Linked DNA regions of Mus musculus: region 2 is linked to region 1. Evidence: chromatin contacts called from public HiChIP or PLAC-seq data. All regions are on one chromosome and are shown on one strand. The core of a region is the stretch at or near the end of the contact, and the rest is flanking DNA. Distances in the headings are between cores, read along the strand shown.

What was found. HiChIP or PLAC-seq counts read pairs in DNA pulled down with a chosen protein or histone mark.
Region 2: an H3K27ac HiChIP or PLAC-seq map of embryonic stem cells shows a contact between it and region 1, with 12 read pairs. The contact joins two enhancer-like sites. A contact is called at or near these places in 1 of 484 Hi-C or Micro-C datasets (embryonic stem cells) and 3 of 115 datasets of contacts at active chromatin or transcription factors (all in embryonic stem cells).

What each region holds. Positions count from the first base shown.
Region 1 is chr6:140,195,937-140,200,806 of GRCm38.p6, reverse strand. No RefSeq gene overlaps it. Among named protein-coding and RNA genes, the nearest start is that of Gm38917, 87 kb to the left of the region's middle. Within about 2 kb of position 2,531, at least 6 of the 459 cell types and tissues checked have an H3K27ac peak or open chromatin away from gene starts, as enhancers often do. A contact at or near this core is called in embryonic stem cells, where this site is marked.
Region 2 is chr6:140,601,371-140,606,003 of GRCm38.p6, reverse strand. No RefSeq gene overlaps it. Among named protein-coding and RNA genes, the nearest start is that of Aebp2, 20 kb to the left of the region's middle. Within about 2 kb of position 2,338, at least 21 of the 459 cell types and tissues checked have an H3K27ac peak or open chromatin away from gene starts, as enhancers often do. A contact at or near this core is called in embryonic stem cells, where this site is marked.

The sequences.
Region 1 (4,870 bases), core at 1,282-3,781:
CCATTTCAGGCAATACAGACCTATCACATACAACACATCTTGGTGATTGCCCATCCATGGTCTACTTCAGGAATTGAAAATTAGCTGTGTCGACAATGACTCTAAAATGTCACCAAAAATCCCTGTAAAAGGGACATTCCTTTCTCCTATCCACCCATGGTCTGGGGTGGGGATTGGAAGTCACTTTGGGGGGTGAGAGCTGAGGCTGAGAAGAGCCAGTTTTCAGCACTGTTTTATCTTCCGTATCCAGGCCCTACTTTCAACAGGCAGAATGCCAGCAGCAGCTCATGAATTGTTTGTCTGTGGTGCTGCAAATAACTGTAGCAGATTTCTGCATATGGCATTTCCTGTCTTCCCTGACACCCAGAGAGTGCAGGCCGAGGCTTATCTGACATGTTCCACGTGCTGTACCTGAATACTAAAAGATCATGTTCACTACAACAGTATGTACATCTCGTGCAATGGCTTTGGAAGCTTAATGGCCCTCAGTTTGGTCTAACGTTAGTTCACAAGGGTGCCAAAACCTCCCTGCTGGTCAGTTTAGTTACATACACACACACACACACACACACACACACACACAGAGAGAGAGAGAGAGAGAGAGAGAGAGAGAGAGAGTGTGTGTGTGTGTGTGTGTGTGTGAGTGAGTTGGGTGCCATAACTCTAATCACTGTGAGAAGAAATGGCACTTGGTCATGCTGAATCATCTTGATCAGTTAGAGTGACCTACAAGCCACAAGGGAGTAGGTGGCCAGCCCTTCCATTTGTCAGTGCCAAAGCTCTTGCATGGTAGTAAGTGTTTGAACATTACCTCATTCAGTGGAGCCCACTGGCTGTAGGACGCTGGTTCTGATTCCCAACTTCAAAGAGGCCAAAGTCTCAGGGGCTGATTTCGTTTAGCAGAGCCCACCTGTCTTGCTGTCCTCTGCTTTATTGTGTTTTATGGATTCCTCAAAGGAATCTTGTTTTTGAAACCGTGTGCAAAACAAAGTGAGATATGATTCACACTGCTTTGAACTCCAAAGTGGGAACGTAATGATAAAAAATGATTATTCTGCTCTTATTTAAACTGATAGTAAGAAATATAATACAAGATAAAAACAAAAACAAACAACAAACAAACCAACCCTCTCAAACCAACCCAGTCCCAGGTATGTGGAGGTCAGAGGACAGCTTGTGGGAGTTGGTGCTCTCCCTCCACCACAGAGTGAGTTCTGGGTGTTGAACTCAGGCTATCAGGCTTGGTACCAAGCACCCTTGTCTGCTAAGCTATCGTGTAGGGTGAATCAGAGATTTTTTTGCTATTGTTGTTGTTTGTTTTCCTTTTTGGCTTGTTAGTTGTTTTTATTTTTGGAGGTAGAATCTTGCTGGCTGGCTGGAATTCACCATGTAGACCAGACTGGCCTCAAAATCACAGAGATCTGCCTGTCTTTGCCTTCCAGGGGCTGAGATGAAAGGCCTGCTTTGCTTCGACTCATGAAATCACAGGTTGTTATTCCCAAAGATCTAAGTAACAATGTAGAGGACACTTGTGCAAGATGGCGTCATCTTGGACTTTGAGATTTGCATATTTTATTGGATTCTGGTTTTTGAGAAATAAATTCAACTCAAATCTTAAATGTCTTTCCTCATTTGTCAGATATGGAGGTGTTGGGCGGGAGAGATGACTTAGTGAATAGGGTGCTTGCTGGGAAAGGATCAAGACTTGAGTTTGGACCTCAGCATACAGGTAGATGTGGGTGTGATGCCTGCTGGGGAGGTAGAAGAGACAGGCAGAATTCCAGGACTTCCTGATTACCCAGTGCTTCGGAAATGGTGAGTTCCAGGTTCAGTGAGAAACCCTGTTGCATAAAATAAGGGCTATGACTTCTGTAAACCAGTATCAGTTTTAACTGCACTCTAAATAAGTCTCATTATACCCACAGATCTAGGTGTAGCTTTCCGCTCTCATCAATGAAGCACTTATTTATTTATTTATTTATTTATTTATTTATTTATTTATTTATTTAATAACAGACTAGGATCATTCTAGAAAGCCACAACTAGTCAAAATACAGGGATATACTGTCCAGTTACAGTGGCCATCCACAGTCATATATTTACAACACAGCCCATGTATCTATGTATAGCTCAGAGAATATCACTGAAGAGAGGGCAGAAAGAGTCTAAGAGCCAGAGGACCAGGATTTCTGCTGTAAGATAGTGCCTACTGTGTGTGACTGGGAAGCTGCACTCATAAAATCTCAAAAACTAAAACAAACCAAAAAACCCAAACAAAGAAACAGACAAAAATAAAACCAACAACCAACCAACTAAACCTCAAAGCAAGACCTGCACAGTAACAGCATGGATGGGGATCCGACTTCCACCCTTAGACTAGGAAGTGCTCCAGGCAATCAGCGGTTTCTCAGAGAGGAAGGACATCTTTCCCAAGGACAGGCCTCTTGCTAGGGTATCCTATACCAAGCAGTCAGCTCTAAACAGACATGCGTGGGCAACACAAAGAGGACTCATCCATTAATAATTGAAGAAGAGGTCATGAACTTAGGGTGTGTCTGAGGTCATGAACTTGAGGTGTGTCTGCGGGGGTGGGGAGGACCACGGAGGAGCTGGAGGATGTAGAAATGATGTAAGCACAGTTCTCAACGGATGAAAACCTTTACAATTACCTTTAGATGGAGGCTATGGAGTAAGGTACTCTAAGTGAGCGGTTGGCCTCCATGCATGCAAGCATAGGCAAGGCCACCCATGTACACATGTGTGCATGCATGCAAGCATAGGCAAGGCCACCCATGTACACATGTGTGCATGCATGCAAGCATAGGCAAGGCCACCCATGTACACATGTGTGCATGCATGCAAGCATAGGCAAGGCCACCCATGTACACATGTGTGCATGCATGCAAGCATAGGCAAGGCCACCCATGTACACATGTGTGCATGCATGCAAGCATAGGCAAGGCCACCCATGTACACATGTGTGCATGCATGCAAGCATAGGCAAGGCCACCCATGTACACATGTGTGCATGCATGCAAGCATAGGCAAGGCCACCCATGTACACATGTGTGCATGCATGCATGCATGCACCACACACACAAACTATGCAAGTTTTTTTTTTTTAAAAAGGTCAAAACAAAACATGGAAGTACTGTTGTATATGCAATGCCAAAAGAAAACAAAAAATCTCACAAAGATTGAGGGGGAAAGAGTATACCAAACCTCGAGTGCTCCTGAGAGCAGCTGTTCATAGGTATTGTGTAGAAAAGCTACTTGAAATGTGCAGGTGTATACAATAGCCTCTATACAGCTCACGGAGCCCCCTCTGAGTCTAACATTCAAGCCATTGGGATGCACAAAGAACGGGATTGTACTTCAAAAGTAGATTTTTATGTTAAAAATCATTTGAAAAGAACAGTAGCTAAGGGTTCAAATTCCTGTCTTGCAAAAGAGGTTAAAGTCATTTGGAAGAGAGCCCTAGGAGCTGGTGAACTTTGACCCATTTCATCACATACTATTTACAAAATATTCCATGGTGTCTCCGATTCTACTGTTTAAAAAAGGTCTTATTTTTGGCTCTACTTTCACACGTATGTTTCTGAAACGTACGGTAGGATGTAAACTTGGCAGCAGGCTCTTAGGTGTAAGTCAGCTACTTGAAAAGGCAGAGGCTGATCAGTTAAAACATTTATCGAACATCTTCTACACAGAAGATATTGCCTCTGGGCTGTGGCTGATGCAATGCCAACACAGTGCGGTTTCTTCCCTTGTAAGAAAGAAGTTCCCTTGTGAACTAACTGTACGAAAAGCAGAAGGGCGAACAGTAAACTAATGGTGTCCACACTGCAGGTGAGTCACGCTGATGGACACAGTGGAGCACAGCATCTTTTTATGAATTCATCTCTTTCATCCACTCAGACTTGTAAACTGGCCATCAAAGCTAACCTCTCACTTTCTCCCCCTGTGGGTATACCATCCTGTGCATTGAGTAGCTCTGTTTCATAACGTGGATTCTAAGAGACAACCCGCTTGTTTCTTCCAGTTTCCAGAGGTACTTTGGGAGCCTGTGTGAGTGGACCTCTAACTAAGCAAATGTATTAGGAGCAGTCTCTGTTTTCTAACTTAAGCACATCCTTAAGCAAGAGCAGTGTGGTGCATCTGATCTCTACTGTGATGAGATGAGATACCAGGGTACCACACCACCTACAACCCACTGCTGCCACGGATGGAGGGACCACATTGGGTCTCAGCTGGAGAGATCCTTTGAACAGGACAGGGATGGAGAACACAGAGCAGAGGCCTAGATTCAGAGTAGAGTTTCAACCGAGACCCTGGTTTGTAGGAACAGAAGACTCCAAGACATTGCTGCTCCAAATGACCCATGGTTTCATGGAGCCTGAAGCTATGGAGAATATGACTGACACAAGTCAGAAGCCAGTGTGATGGCCAAGTGTAAGGATTAACTGAGGGACAAGACTATCAGAGTCAGTGGCATCTTCCAGTAATGGCCCTGGTACACATAGGCAGTGTCGCCTGGTGAGTGTGCTATTTATTGCCAAGGAGTACCATCCATGTAGCAAAATTCTCTCCTAATTAATTGATTGGATAATAAAGATGACAAGAAGCCAATCACTGGGCAAGGAGGAGGCGGGTCTTCTGGGTCTGAGAAAGGAAGAGGGAACACAGGAGGAGGGTATTTCCTTTTGGACATTGAGGGGAGGGAAAGCAGATATGGTGGTGGAATCCACCAGAATCCGTCACCAGATTTCTAACATGGGATAGTTAATGAGTTTAGGATGCTAGACACTGCTCCCAATGGTTGTGTTATCTGTTGATTCTAAACTAGATTGTCTGGTGTTTTCCATTTCTC
Region 2 (4,633 bases), core at 1,089-3,588, 410 kb before region 1:
GGCAGACCATGACCTTGAACTCCTGATCTTTCTGTTTCTACTCAAAATGACTAACTTCACATTCCTGTGTCACCACCCTGGACTTAGATCATTAGACACAATAAGGCAATTAGCCAGGCATGATGGTGCACACGGGTAATCCAAGAACCAGGGGGGTCATAGCCCAGAGGATCATACAGAGTGAGTCCAGGGTAACCCGTCACAAAAAGACAAAGGAGCAAATGCAGTTATTTTACCTATGAGGTTTTTTGTTTTAATTCACTATTATTCTATTATTATTCAGTTTTGTGTTTGAGACAGGGTTTTATTATGCGTTCCTAGAGGGCCTGGGGCTCTCTGTGTAGATCAGAGACGCTATAGATTCCCCTGAAGTTAGTGAAGCCACCCCACCTAGTTCTGCTCTTATCCTGACTGCATCTTATGTCTGTTCCGGTGTTGTGGTTATTGTTTTTTAAGATTTATTTATTTATTTTATGTATATGAATACACTGTACTGTACAAATGGTTGTGAGTCATCATGTGGTTGCTAGGAATTGAAATCAGGACCTCTGCTTGCCCTGGCAGATTTATTTATTATTATATGTAAGTACACTGTAGCTGTCTTCAGACACACCAGAAGAGGGCAGCGTCAGATCTCATTAAGGATGGTTGTGAGCCACCATGTGGTTGCTGGGATTTGAACTCAGGACCTTCAGGACCTTCGGAAGAGCAGTCAGTGCTCTTAACCGCTGGGCCATCTCTCCAGCCCTATTCAGGTGTTTTTTTAGCCCCTAGTCCCTGAACAGTCAGGTCTGCCTTGGCGATACATGCTGGACTTGCTGTGCCCGACCATGGCTTGAATGCATAACTGAAAGATCTACTGAATGCATAGCCAAATGTCACTAGGTTCCCCTAACACCCAGCTAACAACAATCCCATTGTGGCTTCCGCCTTTTAAATGTTCTACTCCTGTGCTTCAGTGCCAAGGGAAGAGCCTGCTCTGGGTTGCGGGCTAATAAAGCCCTCTGTGTCCCTCCTGAATGCTGGGGACGGAGGGACCTGCCATTGCCTGCTTTTGCTTGTAAATTGTATCTGCTTGAGACAGGAGCTCACACTGTAGCCCAGATTGGCCTGAAACTTGGGACGAAGCTTCTGATTTAGTTTCCTGGGCTCTAGGATTAGACGAGTGAGCCATCTTTTTTTATATCTAAACGTGTAAGTGAGGAGCTGATGAGGTGGCCCTGAGGTTTTAAAAGCCCTCAGTGCTCTCTTGGAGGGCTGGATTTTGGATCCTAGCACCCATGTCAAGCACAGAATGATACCTGGAACACCAGTCTCTAGTGGATCTGATGTCCTCTTCTGGATCTTGTAGGTGCCTGCACACATGTGGCACAGACACGCTTACATACATGTTTTAAATGAAATACACATTGGGACAAGCAAGTTATCTGTTTTCTCCATGGCTCTGAGTCCCTTGGTATTCTGTCTGGACTCCACTCCCTCAGTTACCTGGCAACATCCAGGTAGGCCTGGTCTACTATAAAAGGGGTTGCTTGCCTCTTCTCTCTCTCTTACTCTTGCTTTCTTGCCTCTTGCCCCCCTTGCTCCCCCTCTCATCATTCCCTTCCCCCTCTCTCCACCTGGTCATGGCCGGCCTCTACTTCTCTACTCTCTCCTTCTCTCTGCCTTTCTCTGCCTCTACTACCCTCTTATGTCCCCTCCCCATGCCCTGAATAAACTATTCTATACTGTATCATCTTGTGGCTGGTCCCTCAGGGGAAAGGATGCCTTGTCATGGGCCAGTGAGGCACTCCTTTCCCCCATACCCCCCGACTCCCATAGAACATATTCTTATATTTCTTTCTCTTTTTATGATTACAACGGAGCCCATGTCCAGTTAATAAGTCTTTGTCTGTGTTAGATGGCTGCTGGGAAGTGAGGGGTATTTGGAGTTTTAGAGCCAAGGTGTAACCCAAAAGTCCTGCCAGCCGATTCTGGAAAGCTATTCCCCACCCCCAAGTGTGTGTGTGTGTGTGTGTGTGTGTGTGTGTGTGTGTGTATGTATGTATGTGTGCTTGTGGGTCCACATAGTCTCTCCTCTGGGCTAGGCCAACTCTTAGCTTTCCTTTTCCTCCTTCTGAAGCATGGGACTGTGGGTGTGGGCTACCATGCACCATCCCAGAGCAGTCCCTCCAGCTGAAAGCTCTCCCGTTCAGCCTGTCTGCAAGGCTGAGCTTCACAAATGGATAATTTGTCATCCTTGCAGGCAAGATCCAGCAGGCAACAGAGAGAGCCAGGTTCGTGCATGGAGTATGTCAGGCAGGGTGGAGCCCCTGAGGGCTACAGAGTTTGTTAGAGAAAGTGGCTTTGGCCAGGCTCTCTTTAGAAACGCAGCCAGCCCATTATCCTCTCCTCTACCTGAGACATAGTAACAAGCAACAGAAAGCCAAGGTTTTGTCAATGCCAGCATTCTTCCCGCAGGAGCTAATCTCCCTTTTATTAAGCCGCTCCTGGGGGTCTGCTCAGGCTAAAATGGGAATGAAAGATTAACATTAAAAAAGAAACACAAGAGCCCCTTAAATGGCCCAGTGGGTGAAGCCTGGGAACCGACAGGTTGCCCTTTGACCTCTCCATTCACGTGCCACTCTTCCCCACCCCCCAAATGCCATCAAGATAGCTCAGTCTGTAAAGGCATCAGCCATCAAGTCTGATGATGGGAGTTCAATTCCTAGAACGCAGGGGATGGAAGGAGGGAAGAGAAACAGGAAACAGTTTTTTCAATAGTTTACCTAAAAGACATCGGAATCTCTGTAAGACAGAACCCGGGCGTTCTACATATTCATAACCTGTGTGTGTGTGTGTGTGTGTGTGTGTGTGTGTGTGTGTGTGTGTGTGCGTGTGAAAATGGGAAAGACATTCTGAAATGCCTTTCCTTCTCCACTGACCTACCACTCAATCAGTGGAGAACTCTGAGAAACTTCCGCTGGCCCTGTGGTTTCCTAACCCTGGAACTGTAGAGGTTGGGGTGCCCCTCAACTTCCAGACACATTCGTTTATTTTGAGACTTAGAAGACAATCTAAGTGGCTGGATATTAACCTGTTTTTATTTTGCTCTTCCTTCTCCTTCTTCCTCCTCTGCCTCTCCCTTCGTCCTCCTTCCTCCTCTTTCCTCTTTCTTAAGCTTGAGACAGGAGACAGTTTTTGTGTGTGTGTGTGTGTGTGTGTGTGTGTGTGTGTGTGTGTGTGTGTGACCCTGGCTGTTCTGAAACTATCTCTGTAGATGAGGCTGGCCTCGAACTCACATGAGATCCTCCTGCCTCTGCCTCCCCAGTGCTGGGATTAAAGACATAAACTACCATCTTCTGGTTCAATTTCTACTATCTAAAAAGATTTAGGTACGGGCAGTGGTGGAGCATGGGAGTTAGAGGCAGGCGGACTTCTGAGTTCAAGGACAGCCTGGTGTACAGAGTGAGTTCCAGGGATAGCCAGGGCTACACAGAGAAACCCTGTCTCAAAAAACAAAACAAGCAAACAAAGATTTAGGTAACGCCAGCAGATGGGATGATGGCATGGTCTGAGCTCCTCCTCCACATAACACAATTCATTTACAATTTCTTCGTGGCTCTGACTTGCTTCCCTCCTCAGAGCTGGAATTTGCACCACCATTCCTGCTGGGCTTTCTAAGCTTGTACCTATTCCTGAGAGCATAGAGCCTTATGCTTTCGGCCTACTGTAGAATTCTTCTTCCCTATGCTTTCGGCTTGCTGTGTTTCTACCTCTCCAAACCTGGAAAATCCTCCTTGTATCTGTAACAATTAAGAGGGAAAAGCATTCAGATGGTCTTTCCCATTCTCTCTCTCTCTCTCTCTCTCTCACACACACACACACACACACACACACACACACAAACACCCACACACACACAGGTAACGGGTATGTAGACCACTGGGTTCAGTCTTACAAATGTCTTTTGGGGGGCAAGGAGGCAAAGTGAGAAATACTGAGAAACTATCTCTCATGCGTATGCTGTCCTACTCTAGTGAAAAAGCTGGCTCTGGAGTTAGAATTTGGCCTGCCTGCTCCAGATCCAATCATGTTTGCTTGAAAATTCCTCCAGAGTATGTGTCCTGGGTGAGGCGGGCAGGCTGTGAGAGACCTCTGAGACCATTACCGGCCAGCTGAGTACCGTTCCGCTCTGAGCGAAGCAAGAAGGCAGTTCAGTTCTACTAAGTACCCAGTGTTGGTTAAGTTGAGTAGTTTATTTTAAACACATTTAAGCACGGCACAACTTAGAGAAAACCTTCCTGGTGATAATTATGTCAATCCCCTGTGCACAAAAAAAAAAAAAAAAAAAAAAAAAAAAAATCACAAAGTAAACTAAGCAAAGATCAGACTCAGGATCGCGCCTCTGTAAAGTACACGTGACACCTCCATAGTGATGCAGTCTATAGACTGAGTGCATGTGACACCTTTTATAAAGACAGGTTCTATAGATTGTCAAACTCATGATTAGGGTCTTGGGAGAGGATCTGGTGTGGATGCCTGGATCTAGTGTCTGTGTCTGGCCATACAGACAGCACAAAGGTCACCAGGCGATTAACCGCGTCAGCTCCCAGAAGCCTTCAGGGTAGGTAACAGGTTATGCATCTCTACC